3 separate regions of the Mus musculus genome follow, and regions 1 and 3 are each linked to region 2. The links are chromatin contacts, called in public HiChIP or PLAC-seq and promoter capture Hi-C maps. All regions are on one chromosome and are shown on one strand. Each heading gives the region's core, a stretch centred on a gene start, on an enhancer-like site or on the middle of the called end of the contact. The rest is flanking DNA. Distances are from core to core; before and after follow the strand shown.

Evidence for each region. Promoter capture Hi-C pulls out the DNA fragments that hold promoters and counts their contacts. HiChIP or PLAC-seq counts read pairs in DNA pulled down with a chosen protein or histone mark.
Region 1: a contact with region 2 is called in a promoter capture Hi-C map of pre-B cells. The contact joins the promoter of Rpl21 here to the enhancer-like site in region 2. A contact is called at or near these places in 16 of 39 promoter capture datasets (the 3T3-L1 cell line, the C10 cell line, the HPC-7 cell line and 9 more), 1 of 15 datasets of contacts at CTCF or cohesin (large pre-B cells), 35 of 484 Hi-C or Micro-C datasets (B cells, the C2C12 cell line, CD4 T cells and 26 more), 33 of 115 datasets of contacts at active chromatin or transcription factors (the 230-238 cell line, bone marrow-derived dendritic cells, bone marrow-derived macrophages and 19 more) and 3 of 9 other capture datasets (adipose tissue, liver and pancreatic islet).
Region 3: an HNF4G HiChIP or PLAC-seq map of pancreatic cancer cells shows a contact between it and region 2. The contact joins two enhancer-like sites. A contact is called at or near these places in 3 of 15 datasets of contacts at CTCF or cohesin (the NIH/3T3 cell line and embryonic stem cells), 6 of 484 Hi-C or Micro-C datasets (adipose-derived mesenchymal stem cells, bone marrow-derived macrophages, embryonic fibroblasts and 3 more) and 13 of 115 datasets of contacts at active chromatin or transcription factors (the 230-238 cell line, embryonic basal ganglia, embryonic limb bud and 8 more).

Annotation. Positions count from the first base shown.
Region 1 is chr5:146,830,118-146,834,452 of GRCm38.p6, forward strand. It overlaps Rpl21 (ribosomal protein L21), which reads left to right and starts at 2,773. Exons shown (of 6, transcript NM_019647.6): 1 at 2,773-3,054; 2 at 4,067-4,145; 3 at 4,331-4,335. The coding sequence starts at 4,079.
Region 2 is chr5:146,685,439-146,689,538 of GRCm38.p6, forward strand. No RefSeq gene overlaps it. Among named protein-coding and RNA genes, the nearest start is that of Gm34700, 13 kb to the right of the region's middle. Within about 2 kb of position 2,638, at least 55 of the 459 cell types and tissues checked have an H3K27ac peak or open chromatin away from gene starts, as enhancers often do. A contact at or near this core is called in the 230-238 cell line, B cells, the G1E-ER4 cell line and 6 more, where this site is marked.
Region 3 is chr5:146,915,349-146,919,834 of GRCm38.p6, forward strand. No RefSeq gene overlaps it. Among named protein-coding and RNA genes, the nearest start is that of Gm10858, 20 kb to the left of the region's middle. Within about 2 kb of position 1,708, at least 22 of the 459 cell types and tissues checked have an H3K27ac peak or open chromatin away from gene starts, as enhancers often do. A contact at or near this core is called in pancreatic cancer cells, where this site is marked.

The DNA of each region.
Region 1 (4,335 bases), core at 1,523-4,022, 140 kb after region 2:
TGAGGTGTTTGATCACCAATAGTTCAAACCAATAAATAAAATAGAAATGGTGGAGCATGCTTTGAATACCAGTCCTGGGGAGATGGGGGCTAGAAGATCTCTATGAGTTTGAGGCTGACCTGGTCTACGTATTGAGACCTTGTCTCAAATAAATAAGACACCTGCAGTAAAAATGAGTTTCTTGTGGATGGCGAAGAAGCTAACTTTACAACTCAGCTGCAAGGGAGACTGAGGTAGAAGGATCACTTCAGCCCAAGAGTTCAAAGTAGTCTGAGAGATTTAGTGAGACCCCGTCGTCGTAATAAAGTGCACTGATGATTCCTCCTTCAGAGGAGAATGCTAAGCAAGCAAAACTGTTCCCTTTGGGAGCTACTTGGAATGCTTTAAAATGAAGTGATGTGCAGACCTAACGTACAACCAGAAATGTCCTTGCTACCTACCTGTCATCCCGACTGAAGAACAAGTTCACGAAAACTTGCATGGCTTTATCAAGAGAGAGAACAAATATTTAATCTTTATCAAGAGAAAAGTAAATTGTCCTGTATCCCACCTGATATTAGTTAAAAGAGCATGAAGTCACATTTCAGCATATCCACATAGTGCAATACTAGTTAGCATTAAATGCTAGTTAGCAATACTAGTTAGCATTAAGTAGTATTGAACTACTGACATGTGCAACATGACTGAATCTCAAAAACACTATGCAGGATAAAAGAGACAGAGAGAGAGAGAGAGGGAGAGAGAGAGAGAGAGAGAGAGAAAAGAACATATAAATTGTATGGTGCTGCTTACCTGCAATTAAACAACAATATTTTTATAGAAATCGGGATACTGGGCGGGGGTGTAGCTTAGCCTTGGAGCGCTTGTCTGGTATACATTGTGTCTTCGATTCAATTCCCTAGCCCCTTTGTTTGTTTAATGAAAGAAAGAGACAAGAGGAATAATAGAGAAAAGAAATCAGAAATGAGAATATTTCATGATTCTGATGGGACAGTTGATTGACTAGGAAGAAGTTCCAGGAGTCTTGGAGGAGGTAACATTCTGAATATTGACTGCAGGTATAGGTTATGAAGCTTAAAAATGTTAGTACAAAAAAATCCAATTGTACAGTTAGGGTCTGCACGTTTAGTGTAAGTGTTTTAACTCTCAACTTATATACCTGAATATGTATGTGCATATACACCGAGGCACGAAACACACACACACACACACACACACATCACAGGCAATAGGTAAAGATTGGTAAAGTCTAAAACAATGGCCCAGAGCAAGAACATGTTTAATCCTGGCGTTAATTTTTGTATAGTACCTTTATGTTCTCAACTCTTAGGCAAGCACTAGTATCATTTTGATTACACTCAACCCAAATCAACTAAAGTAAGTAATATGCTAAAGAACAGAAAAATCAGGCCAGATATGATGGTGTCCACCTTTAATCGCAGCACCCAGAATGCAGAGGCAGGCAGATCTCAAAAAGCAGAGGGAGACAGATTCCTCTGAGTTCCAAATAAGTCATAGCCACACAATGAGACTCTATCTCAAAATCAAACAAAAATTGCCTTGGGGATAAAATTTTGTTATGACCAAGATAAAAATTAATTATAAGTAACCGTACATAATTTGGTCATAGATATTAAAGTTTGCTCAATAATTGAAGCCTCGGATTAAACTCCTGGTTAATTAAATCAGTTATGTTTTTCACACACTGAGATAGGGCTTCAGTCTTTTTTTTTCTTTTTTTTTTTTTTTTTGGTTTTTCAAGAGAGTTTCTCTGTATAGCCCTGGCTGTCCTGGAACTCACTCTGTAGACCAGCCTTGGCCTCGAACTCAGAAATCCGCCTGCCTCTGCCCTCCCAAGTGCTGGGATTAAAGGCCTGCGCCACCACGCCCGGCTAGGGCTTCAGTCTTATTACAGAACCTTCCAATTAAATGGTCATCATGTAGGGATTTCAAACAGCAGAACCTAACCCTGGCTGGATATGTCACTCGCTGGATTTTAGCGAATTTATTATTGGGGTTTATTAGCCGGATACAGTGGTTTTCAGAGTTCATAAATATTCAAGGATGAAGCTTGGAAGCAGGCAGAAGACTCCGGTCAGCAGGCTGTCCGTGAGCATGGCTTGGCAGAGATCTCAGCTTAAGACGTGCACTCACTCCAGCCTCCTGGCTGAACCAGCACGCTAGTTTCTTGTTTTGCTGAAGGTGGGAATTACCTTCCCAAGAACGCATACTAAGGACAGAAATTAATGTCTCCAATTTTAAGTGGGGCACTACTGCATATGTGGAATGACGATCCGAATAGCTATTATAAAAATAACAATGTTCATCTCTCAAAGTCCTCATCTATTATTCGAGCGCTCGTAATATCCAATTCGGTTATCCCCATAGATTATTAGGAATACTGCTTCCAGTATGACTGACTAAACACCCTTATCTACAGCCAGGGAGACAGGAAGGGAAGGAAAAGGCTAATGGGGTGCCTATGATGAGAGTACTTTACACACACGCCTGTCTTAAGATGTCAAAATGAAACCTATTATTTTGTACAATTAATAGACAAGATAGGCTAGTCTCTAGATAGGCTCGAGCTACAGGTATGAGAGGAAAGAAAACCAAAGTGAGGCGTTTTGTTTTGTTTGAGACAGGGTCTCGCCTATGTGGCTCAGGATGGCCTGGAAACTCAGGAGACACTAACACTAACAAGTACCACACCGCAAAACGCTGGGCAACCCAGAGAGGCGGTGCCTCCTACGTCACACGACGCAAGGTAACGTCAGCACGCTACGGAAGTCGCGTCCGGCTCCACGCCCGCGAGGGCCCCATTCCGGGATGTCTAGCAGGATGCCTGAGTGAGTTTCTGTTGGCCTGCTGCCTTTAATCTGCGCCGGGGAGCGTGTCCTCACGGCGTCTCCAGGTTATCGGGACGATGAGGTTCTCTCGACCAGCCTCGCGGGCCCGGCGTTTCTCTTCAGGCAGCTTCGCGGGCAGCCCTCGGGCCTTGTAAGAGCGCGCAGCCCCGCCCTCCTCCTTTCGGCCGCCGCAGCCATCTTCCAGGTTGGTACGCGCGTGGCTCTCTCGTCTTGTTCTCCACACACGCTGCGTGTGGCGCCCACGCCGCAGAGACTGCGTGTTAGGGGCGTGGGGAGACCGTCTGGAGGTCACTGCCCTGGGCGGTGTATGCTAGGGAGCTTCTATCCGGGGGAGCCGGGCCTGGCGCAGTCTTGGTTGCCGGGCGTCCGCCCAACCCCAGACTTGAGCATGTGCTGTCGGGCTGGGACTTAGGATTCTGCTTGGGTCTTAACGATGCCGGGGTGCCGAAGCCTGGAATTGGCTCGGGCGAGGAGGGTGCCCGCCGGGTCAGCCTGGTAATGATGTAATGGGGACCCTTCCTCTGGATACATGAAACACTTAGGAATTTTGGCCCTAGAAGACGAGCGTGGGGAAGGAAGGTAACATTAAGGCTGCTTAAGACTACAAGGGCAAGGGGTTATGTCTAGTACACCATGCTTTGGAGCTTCCCTTGTGGTTAGGAATGGCGGGTATTTCTGCCCTGGATGACTGGAGTAATCCAAACCTTGTTGGTTTGTGGGAATACACGATCTGGTTCTAAATATGTGTAGTAGGTAAGTTCGTAGATGGTGTTAAATTAGCATTTAAATTTAGTTGGAATGTGGTTTTCTATGCATGCTTCCTAATAGCATTCGAAAGTGCAGGTGTGCGATTAAGAGATTGTTGATAGAAAGCTACTGTAGTAAAATGGAATTAAACAGCATCAAAGAGGCTGAGTTTGGTGGTCTTCAAGTTACCCTGGAGTTGCAGGTTGCAATGTATTGGCTTAAGTTCTAGCATCCAGTCTGATGGTGCTAATGATAGAATTTGGCCTCTTTTGCTAAGAGGAATTGTGGGCACCCATTTTCAATTCCTGTGATTTGGAAGGTTGACGGAGGTGCTGAGGTTGAGAGGGCCTGCCCTGTGCGACAAGATGACTTTTGGGGGTGTGGTTATTGGGACAGTTAATAACATAAACTGTGAATTGTTATTTGACTGATAACTTTTCTGGTTTCAGTAACTCGCCAAAATGACGAACACAAAGGGAAAGAGGAGAGGCACCCGGTACATGTTCTCTAGGCCTTTTAGGAAACATGGTAAGTTTGTTATGTCTGTGCCTGAGGAGAAGTGGCATGTCTTAGTCTGGCTTTGCTTGTCAGAGACATTGTCCTTTACAGTGTATGTAACTGCCGAATGTGGACTTGGGTTGGAAACTGGTATACTCATGAAAGTGTACCTGTGGTTCTAGAAGTCTTGATTTTTTTTTTTTTTCCTTTTGCAGGCGTT
Region 2 (4,100 bases), core at 1,388-3,887:
AAGCTTGGATTTCACCCAAAGGTTGTCAGTCCCTGCTTCTTCTCATCCAGTCTTACATTTTGACCGAGGTCTTTCTCTTGTACAGTCTCTCGGCTTTCACGATTACGAACCAGACAAGAAATGGGTGCAGTTTGTCATCTGTGTTCTACAGACAGAGGTCGGCAATGACGAAGGTTTCAGAGCACGGCTGGCCAGGGCACGGGATCTAGCCTGCATCTCTTCGGAGCACTGCCCCCAGCTGTGGGCCTAACTGCTTCAGACGCTCAGAAGGAGTGAACGAAGTGGGAGCTAGGTCAAGGACAGCGAGGAGAGTGACCCTGGGTGCTGCTTATACCACCTGTCCCATGGTTATCACAGGAGACAGATAGGCGTCAGTTAGCTTTCCATCACTGTGACAAGCGTGCAGAGATAAATGTCTTCTAAGGAGGGACGCTTTGATTTGGCTCTTGGTTCAGGCTGCCGTCTTGCTTTCTTGCTTTGGGCCTGTGGCAGCACGTGGCAGATCATGGTGGGGGCACACAGCAGAGGAAGCCGTTTGCCCCTTTATGGCCAAGATGCAATCTCACGGGGAGGTCAGAGTCCCAGTGGTCCTTTCAAGGACCCTGTCACACTCCCTGTCACCTAACCTCCTTCTAGTAGGCCTTACCTCCTCAAAGCTCTCTACCTCCCATTAATCCCATGGGCTGAGACCAAGCCTCCAACATGTCAACCATCAGAGGATATTCGGAACCAAAGCTGTAGCAATATACTGGGATAAAAGGATAAAAAGACTCCAGCTTAAGACCTCCAGGCCAAAGCCAAGCACCACAAGGTTACGGCTGGATCCTCTCTGCACACAAGCTGGAGCTAGGCAGGCGCTCCGGGCACATCCGCCTCCACAGGCTCGACCATGTCTCTCCTCTGCTGTCTCCCACCTCACCCAGACACTTCAGAGCTCATGGCTCGGTCCCAGCTGGACAGACAGACAGACAGACAGACAGGCTTCCTATTTGTTTAAATGTCTGGACATTGGATATTTCCAAATGGCATACTCTTAGTGACTTTAGTGTAAGGAACCCAAAGACCTACTACATATGAGCAAACCAAGCTTGATGGGACACGTTCCCTTAAAAAGGAAGGAAGCCAGGGCTTGTGTCACCTCAAGAGTGAAGCTGGAAGACACACATATAAAAGTTAAATAAGACCATGACCAAAGGACAAAGCTTTGAGAATTCTGCTTCTGTGAGATCCTTAGAGCAGTCAGTCTGGAGACAGACGGGAAGTAGAATGGAGGCTTCCGGGACCTAGAGGAGTGGGGAACGGGGAGCAACTGTTTAAGAAGTGCAGTCTCCATCCTGCAAAATGAAAACCGTTCTAGACAGGGCCGCCGGTGACGGCTCTGTAGCCGTGTGAATGTAATAATGCTGACAGCGTGCATTTAACAGTTAAGATGGGAAGCCTTGCCTTATATGTACTTCGTGATTGATTATTTTTCAAGTTTGGTTGTAAAGCCCAGGCACCTTTAGACAAATCGAGCTGCCTCCAAGAGAAGACGGCATCAGGCTTTGTCCATGGCCAGGGGATGCCTGGCCTTTCCACACAGCCCCTGCCCATGAGCTGCTGCTCCTGCCCAAAGCGAGAGCACCCACCTGCTCCCCGAGCCCTGATCTCACCGCTTGTATCTGCCTAGAAAGGGACTTCCCAAGAGGTCACTGGCCACCTGTGGTCAGAGGTGGCCCTGCATGCTTGGGTCTCTCCCAACCGGTGGTAAATGCACGCAGCAAGATCCACACTCTGCGTTCTTTCTGCATACCATGCTGCTCCCGCAGAGACCGCACACACTTGGTGCTTAATAGATAGTCGAGGAAGAGAAATGCGAAAGGAGGCAGGGGAGGGTGAGAAAGGGAGATGGAGGGATGGGAGGGAGATGCGCCAACGTGGGTCAGAACTCACCTCCGCTTTATGGGTACAGATAGGGCCTCAGGATGAACGGGCAGCGGGCCATTCCCGCGGGGCTCAATTTCTCCCTCCCCTGTCTCACTCCCCAGAATTTTGGAAGTGACGGTACTCATATCCTCAGGAGGGCTGCTCAATGTGAGTGGCATCGGGGCCCATGACGAAAGCCACTCACCCCACCCCCACCCCCACCCCCAACCCCACCCCCACCCCTACCCCCACACGCTGTTGCTTTTTGCTGCCCTAGAACAAGAAACACAGAATATTCAATTCCTGAGCAGGCTTCGCACATCCAGGGTGCTACCCATTAGCTCACACCACCTGGGCACCCTATCCTCCCTTGGCCTCCTGGACCTCCCTGGCTCCCTCAGCCCCCGGGGCCCCGTATTATCCACACAATCTGTTCCCGGGTGATAATGAAACTCTCAGGTCAGGAAGAGGGAAGCTTTGTGACCCTCCTGTCGGGAGGAGGGGGTCTCTTTGCTTGTCGGACCCTGGTATTTGCTCACCTGACATTTCAATTTTGTGACAAGGTGACATGCAAAGGGGAGAGGGCACATTTTTTTGGCAGGAGAGGTAATTTATTAGACATCCACTCGCCAGCTATAAACATCTCCTTTCGGTTTGCTATTGCAGTCCCGGCCTGCCACAGGGCTGATCCCTGGTTAATGCATAACTTGGTGAGTGCCACTCTCAGGGCAGGCAAGCCTCATGCCCCCAGCTCCTCACTTCCTCCTCCACCTGACCTGACAACGGGGCCATGTCACCCTCTGCTTGCAAAGAGGCGGGCCTGAAGCTGGAGTCCCACACCGGTTGACCCAGAGTGACATGAGGTCACGCTTACTGAGTGCAGTAGGCTAGGCTTCGAGTTTTCCACCCGTGTGGGATGGCTGTGACGGCCACCTTAACACAAAAGCAGCTGCTGCACCCTGGGGATGAACCTTCTGTTTTCTGACATCCTCCCTGTGGCTTCAAATAATCAAGGACGGGGAGGAACACGCTGCAACTGCGGTGCTCTGGGGTGAGATGGAAAACAAACACGCAGGGCTAGAACCGGTGTACACGCGCCTTTAATCCCAGCACTCCAAAGGCAGAGGGAAGGCAAAACTCTGTGAGTTCAAGGCCAGCCTGTCGACATAGAGTTCCAGGACAGCCAGAGCTACGAGATTCTATCTCAAAATAAATGAAAGAAGAAAGAAAAAGCAGGTCACTTACCAATGGAACTGACTGAAGTATCCCCAAATATCCAAAGTAAACTTGGTGGCCGAAGGGAGACTTCTAGAAAACCTTAGAACGTAACACAAATATAGAGAAGCATGTTTGGTTGCAACTTGATAAATTCCCATGAAGCAAGTCTGCCTACCTAACTTGAACAAATTCAAAACAGAGCTTGGCCAGTTAGTTGGGACTAACCCCAGGTACCCCAAGTCAGAGTGACCCTCATCCTGGCCACCATCAAAGGTCTCCGTTTCCTGAATGTTCTATTGCATCTGGCTTCTCTCAGCATCCTGGTACCTATGGTTGAAGTCCACTCCTTCCATTAGTTTATTTCCCTGGGGAATATAGGTTGTGTATAGCTTTGGCCAGCATGTCAAAAACGCAGGTTCTGGGTGAGGCTGGAGAGATGGTTCGGTGAGTAAGCACAGGCTGGCGGCTCTCCCGGCAGACCCCAGTTCGAATTCCAGCACCTACCTGGTAGCTCACAATTGTCAATAACTCCACTTCCAGAGGATCAAGTGCCCTCTTCTGGTCTCTGCAGGCAGGCACCAGACACGCACATGGTATACTGACATATATACAGGCAAAACACTCATACACGTAAAATTAAAAATTTAAAATGCAGGTTAGAAGAAGGGACATCCTTGGGTTTTGATATCTGGTTTGATAGCTGGGTGATACTGGAGCCAATATCCTGCAGATATCTAGAAATGCCTGTGATGTTTTCACTTTACAAAGACAGCAGGGGCCTCTGTGGAGCCTTTTGTGAGGTGGGAAGGTCTTAGGATGTAGCCCAGTTTGATATGCACCTGTCACATAGGGAATCTTGCTTTGGGTTTCCTGGTCTGATGTTTGGTGTTGGGCTGAACCCAGAAACAATAGGGAACTTGCAAAAAGGAATTTGTGTTGGGGACGGATGGAGATAGGTGAGACTGAATGAGGGCCAG
Region 3 (4,486 bases), core at 458-2,957, 230 kb after region 2:
AGGAAACTATTCTGTTTTTTAAAAAATAATCTCTCATTAGTATATTCTTTTTTGTTTGTTTTTTTTTTTTCAAGAAGTATATTCTTTTTGAAAATAAAATTGTATTTGTGGAGGGGAAACTGGGGAGAGGGATAACATTTGAACTGTAAATAAATAAAATAACCAATTTTAAAAAATGAATAAAAAAGAAAATAAAAGTTTATTAACTCTTTAGATTTTTGTTGTTGTTTTTGTTTTTTGTTTTACGTAGTCCTGACTGTCCTAGAACTCTCTCTCTCTAGACCAGGCTGGCCTCAAACTCAGAGCTCTCTCTGCCTTGGCTTCCTGAGTGCTGGGATTAAAGATCTGAGCCACCACCGCCCAGCAATCCTTTAGAATATATACTATATATTTAATACTATTTTCACTTCTTCTGAATTCACACTCATCTCCCCATCCATTTGAGTTCCCTTTTGTTTTTTAAATGTAAATTTCTCCCAACTCCAGCTTGTGCCTTCCATGTACTTCTCTGGGTGTGGGGCCATATACTGAGGTGTGGCTGACCTACCTGGAACCACAGAGTCTATTTTGAGAGATCAGTAACCAGCAATCTTCTGTACTCTTGTTGGCAGGGGATTAAACTTAGGGACTCCCACCTGCTTTGTTTTTTGATGGAAAAGGAGACATTTTGCCATGGAGAACAAGAAACACTGTGTACCACCAACACCAAAGACAGAGCTTAAGGTCAAGAGATATCTTCAAAAGACAGTCCAAGCACCCAATGTATATTGACTGGTACTGTTAGAAATAAACGAGATTTGTGTGAGAGAGCTTTGTGGACTCTAAATGTCCTTCATGGGGCTAAGAGAGAGAGGGGATCTATCTCTAGGGTGACGGATGGTACACTGAAGGAGAGTTTCCCAGAAACCCAGGTAATTGTTGTGCACCCCGAATGCAAGTCTGAAGCCAAAACTTAGACAAGTCAAGTCTGTGGACACATTCCCAAATTTGAAAAACTCCCCAAGTCAGAAACACGCTGGTCCTAGGCATGTCACACCGGGTGCAAGCAAATATGTTTGTACAGACATCAGTCAGCAAGCCTGGGGCAGCTCCGTCTCTGCCCATCAGGGGGCTCCACTCCTTTTCTTGGATTATGTGACTGGACTCCACACTCTGTGTGGAAGGCTCCCTACCCTTACTCCCCGGCTCATCTATGATCTAGATTAAAGCCCCAGGGCAGCCGCAGATGGAGAATCACAACCTCAGCTAAAATAGACGGCCTCATAGAAATGCTGTCCAGGCTGGGTGCGCATCAGAAGCCAGCCTGGTCTACATAGTGAGTCTCAGGCTAGCCAGTGCTACAATGGGAGAAAAAAAAAAGCGCTATTCAGTTCGAATAAGAAACATCTCCCATAGGCTCAAATAGTTAAACACTTGGCCCCCAATTTACGGTAACATTGTCTGTGGAGGACTAGAAGGTGTGACTTTACTGGAGAACGTAGGTCACTGGGGCTGGGGGGTGGGGGGGGGAAGCGTGTTGACCTCTAGAAATGGCCATTTTGAGAATGCTCTTGATGCTTTGAGCTTGTGTTTGAAAATGTGAGCTCTCAGCTTCCTGCCCCTCCTACTGAGCCTGCAGTTTGCCGCCAAGCCTCCCTGCTGTGGTGGTAAGTACACTAAACCCTTCCTTCTGTAAACCGACTGACTCCCTCGTGGGGTATTTTGTCGCTGCAACAGGAAACTGACTAAGACAAGCTCCAGGAGGCTAGACATTAATAATACATGGCTGGGGCTGGAGAGATGTCTCAGCAGTTAAGAGCACTGGCTACTCTTCTAGAGGTCCTGAGTTCAACTCTCAGCAACCTGACCATCTATAATGTGATATGATTCCCTGGCTGGCATGCAAATGGGATACTCATACACATAAAATAAAGTTTAAAAAAAGAGAGAATATGTTGCTGGCAGCACTTGGGAGGCAGAGGTAGGTGGAGCTCTAAGTTCAAGGCCAGCCTGGTCTACAAAGAGAGTTCTAGGATAGCCAGGGCTACACAGAGAAACTCTGTCTCAAAACAAAAGAATTCATTATTGGCCACATGTGTGATACAAGCCAAGGAGGCTAAGAACTGGAGACCTAGGGCCAGCCTGGGCTATAGTGAAATCCTGTCTCAAAACACCAGAAAGCTAAGAAAAGAAAAAAAATCCATTCTGGTATCTTTGAATAACTTAAGATTAATGGGAGACTCAGCCATCGGGGTTCTTTTTTTTTTTTTTTTTTTTTTTTTAATTTATTTATTATATGTAAGTACACTGAAGCTGTCTTCAGACACTCCAGAAGAGGGCGCCAGATCTCGTTACGGATGGTTGTGAGCCACCATGTGGTTGCTGGGATTTGAACTCCTGACCTTCGGAAGAGCAGTCGGGTGCTCTTACCCACTGAGCCATCTCACCAGCCCCATCGGGGTTCTTTTATTTTATATCTCTCTGCCCCTGGGTCTTAAATTAAAAAGAATGACAACAAAAACCCCACTTGGTTCTCATAATTTTCAAATCTACTATACATATATTTTAGTATGACTGTACAAGTTCTGTATTATTGCCTCTATTTTCAGATAATGAGGTTAACTTGACATTGAAAAACCATGAAGTAGGGGCTAGAGAGATGGCTCGCAGTTAAGAACACTGGCTGCTCTTCCAGAGGTTCTGAGTTCAATTCCCAGCAACCATGAGGTGGCTCACAACCATCTATAATGGAATCTGAAGCCCTCTTCTTGTATATCTGTAGGCAGTGACAGTGTATTCATATACATAAAACAAAAATAAAATATTTGAAAAAAACAATTTAAAAAAAGAAAGAGGGCTGGTGAGATGGCTCAGTGGGTAAGAGCACCCGACTGCTCTTCCGAAGGTCCGGAGTTCAAATCCCAGCAACCACATGGTGGCTCACAACCATCTGTAAGAAGATCTGACTCCCTCTTCTGGAGTGTCTGAAGACAGCTACAGTGTACTTACATATAATAAATAAATAAATCTTAAAAAAAAAAAAAGAAACCCTTACTCCATTTTAAAAAGAAAGAAAGAAAGAAAGAAAGAAAGAAAGAAAGAAAGAAAGAAAGAAAGAGGAAAGAAAGAAAGAAAGAAACAAAGAAAGAAAGAAAGAAAGAAAGAAAGAAAGAAAGGGAGAAAGAAAGAAAGAAAGAAAGAAAGAAAGAAAGAAAGAAAGAAAGAAAGAAAGAAAGAAAGAAAAGCCATGAGGTACAGAAATGAATATTTAGTGGCTTAAGAGGTGGCTCAGCAGATAAGAGCATCGGCCACTCGTATAGAAGACCCAAGTTTGGTTCCTAGCACCCATATGGCAGCTCACAACTGTCTTAAGTTCAATTACAGGGGATCCAACATCCTCTTCTGGCCTTCATGTGCACAAGGGATGTATATAGGACACAGCCATACATCCAGGCCAAACACTCACTCGCATAAAAATAATAAAACGAGTGAGTCTCTGGCCGGTTAGCTCAGTTGGTTAGAGCGTGGTGCTAATAAAACGAGCGAATATTTACCTAGAAAAAAAAGAAGAAATTATAAAAATAACAAATGTTTTATAAGCTGACAGATTCAAACATCTCAAGATCCCAAACATAACATATTTAAATGTATTAACTACCCAATGCAATGTTTCCCTTGTAAGCCTTATTTTTTCCCCCACATTAAAATGTTGTGAGAAAGTTGACCAGTTGGCTCTGTGGATGATAAAAGCCTACTAGCCTGAGCTCTACCCTGTCATCCACATGGAGGGAGAGAGCTGGCTCTTACAAATTGTCCTCTAACCTCTGCATGCAGTCTGTGGCTCAAGTGCTCCCCCCACGCCACCCTCCACAAAATCAATGTAAAAACAAAAACCAAAACAAAGCATAGAACATATATTCCATAACACTTGCCACTTAAAAAACATTTGCAAGTACGCTCCGGGGGCATTAAATCCATTGGTGCAGGACCATTTCCACCATCCAGTTGCAAACATTTTGGAAGCTTGGTTCTAACTGGACAGCGGCTCTCAGTGTTTCCCACAGTCACCAGAAAACACCCTGCATTTGCTGTCTTTATAAAGCTGAGCTGCTACCCCTCGCTCCTTTGTGACAAACTTATCTCCGTAAACATTAGGTCTTCAAGGCTCATGCATGCTACAATATATACTGCATTTTCTCTCCTTTCAAAAAAGCTCAGTGATAGGTGCTGTCCTGTTGTCCAGCCATCCCTCTCTATTAATGGGCACTTGGTTATTGCCACCTCTTGGCTATTTGAATAATGAATGCGGGGTATATAAATATTTGAGTCCCTTTCATGTGTTTACCTGCTTGTTGTCCCGGCTGTTTGTCCCAGCCCATGGGAACCCTGCTGTTATGGGGACATGAGACATTATTTAGGTATTGCCCATCCCCCAGACACTCATTCCCATAGGCCTTGAGTTAGCACATCCTCTGGACTTCCACAGCAGTGGCTGTGGGCAATGTGG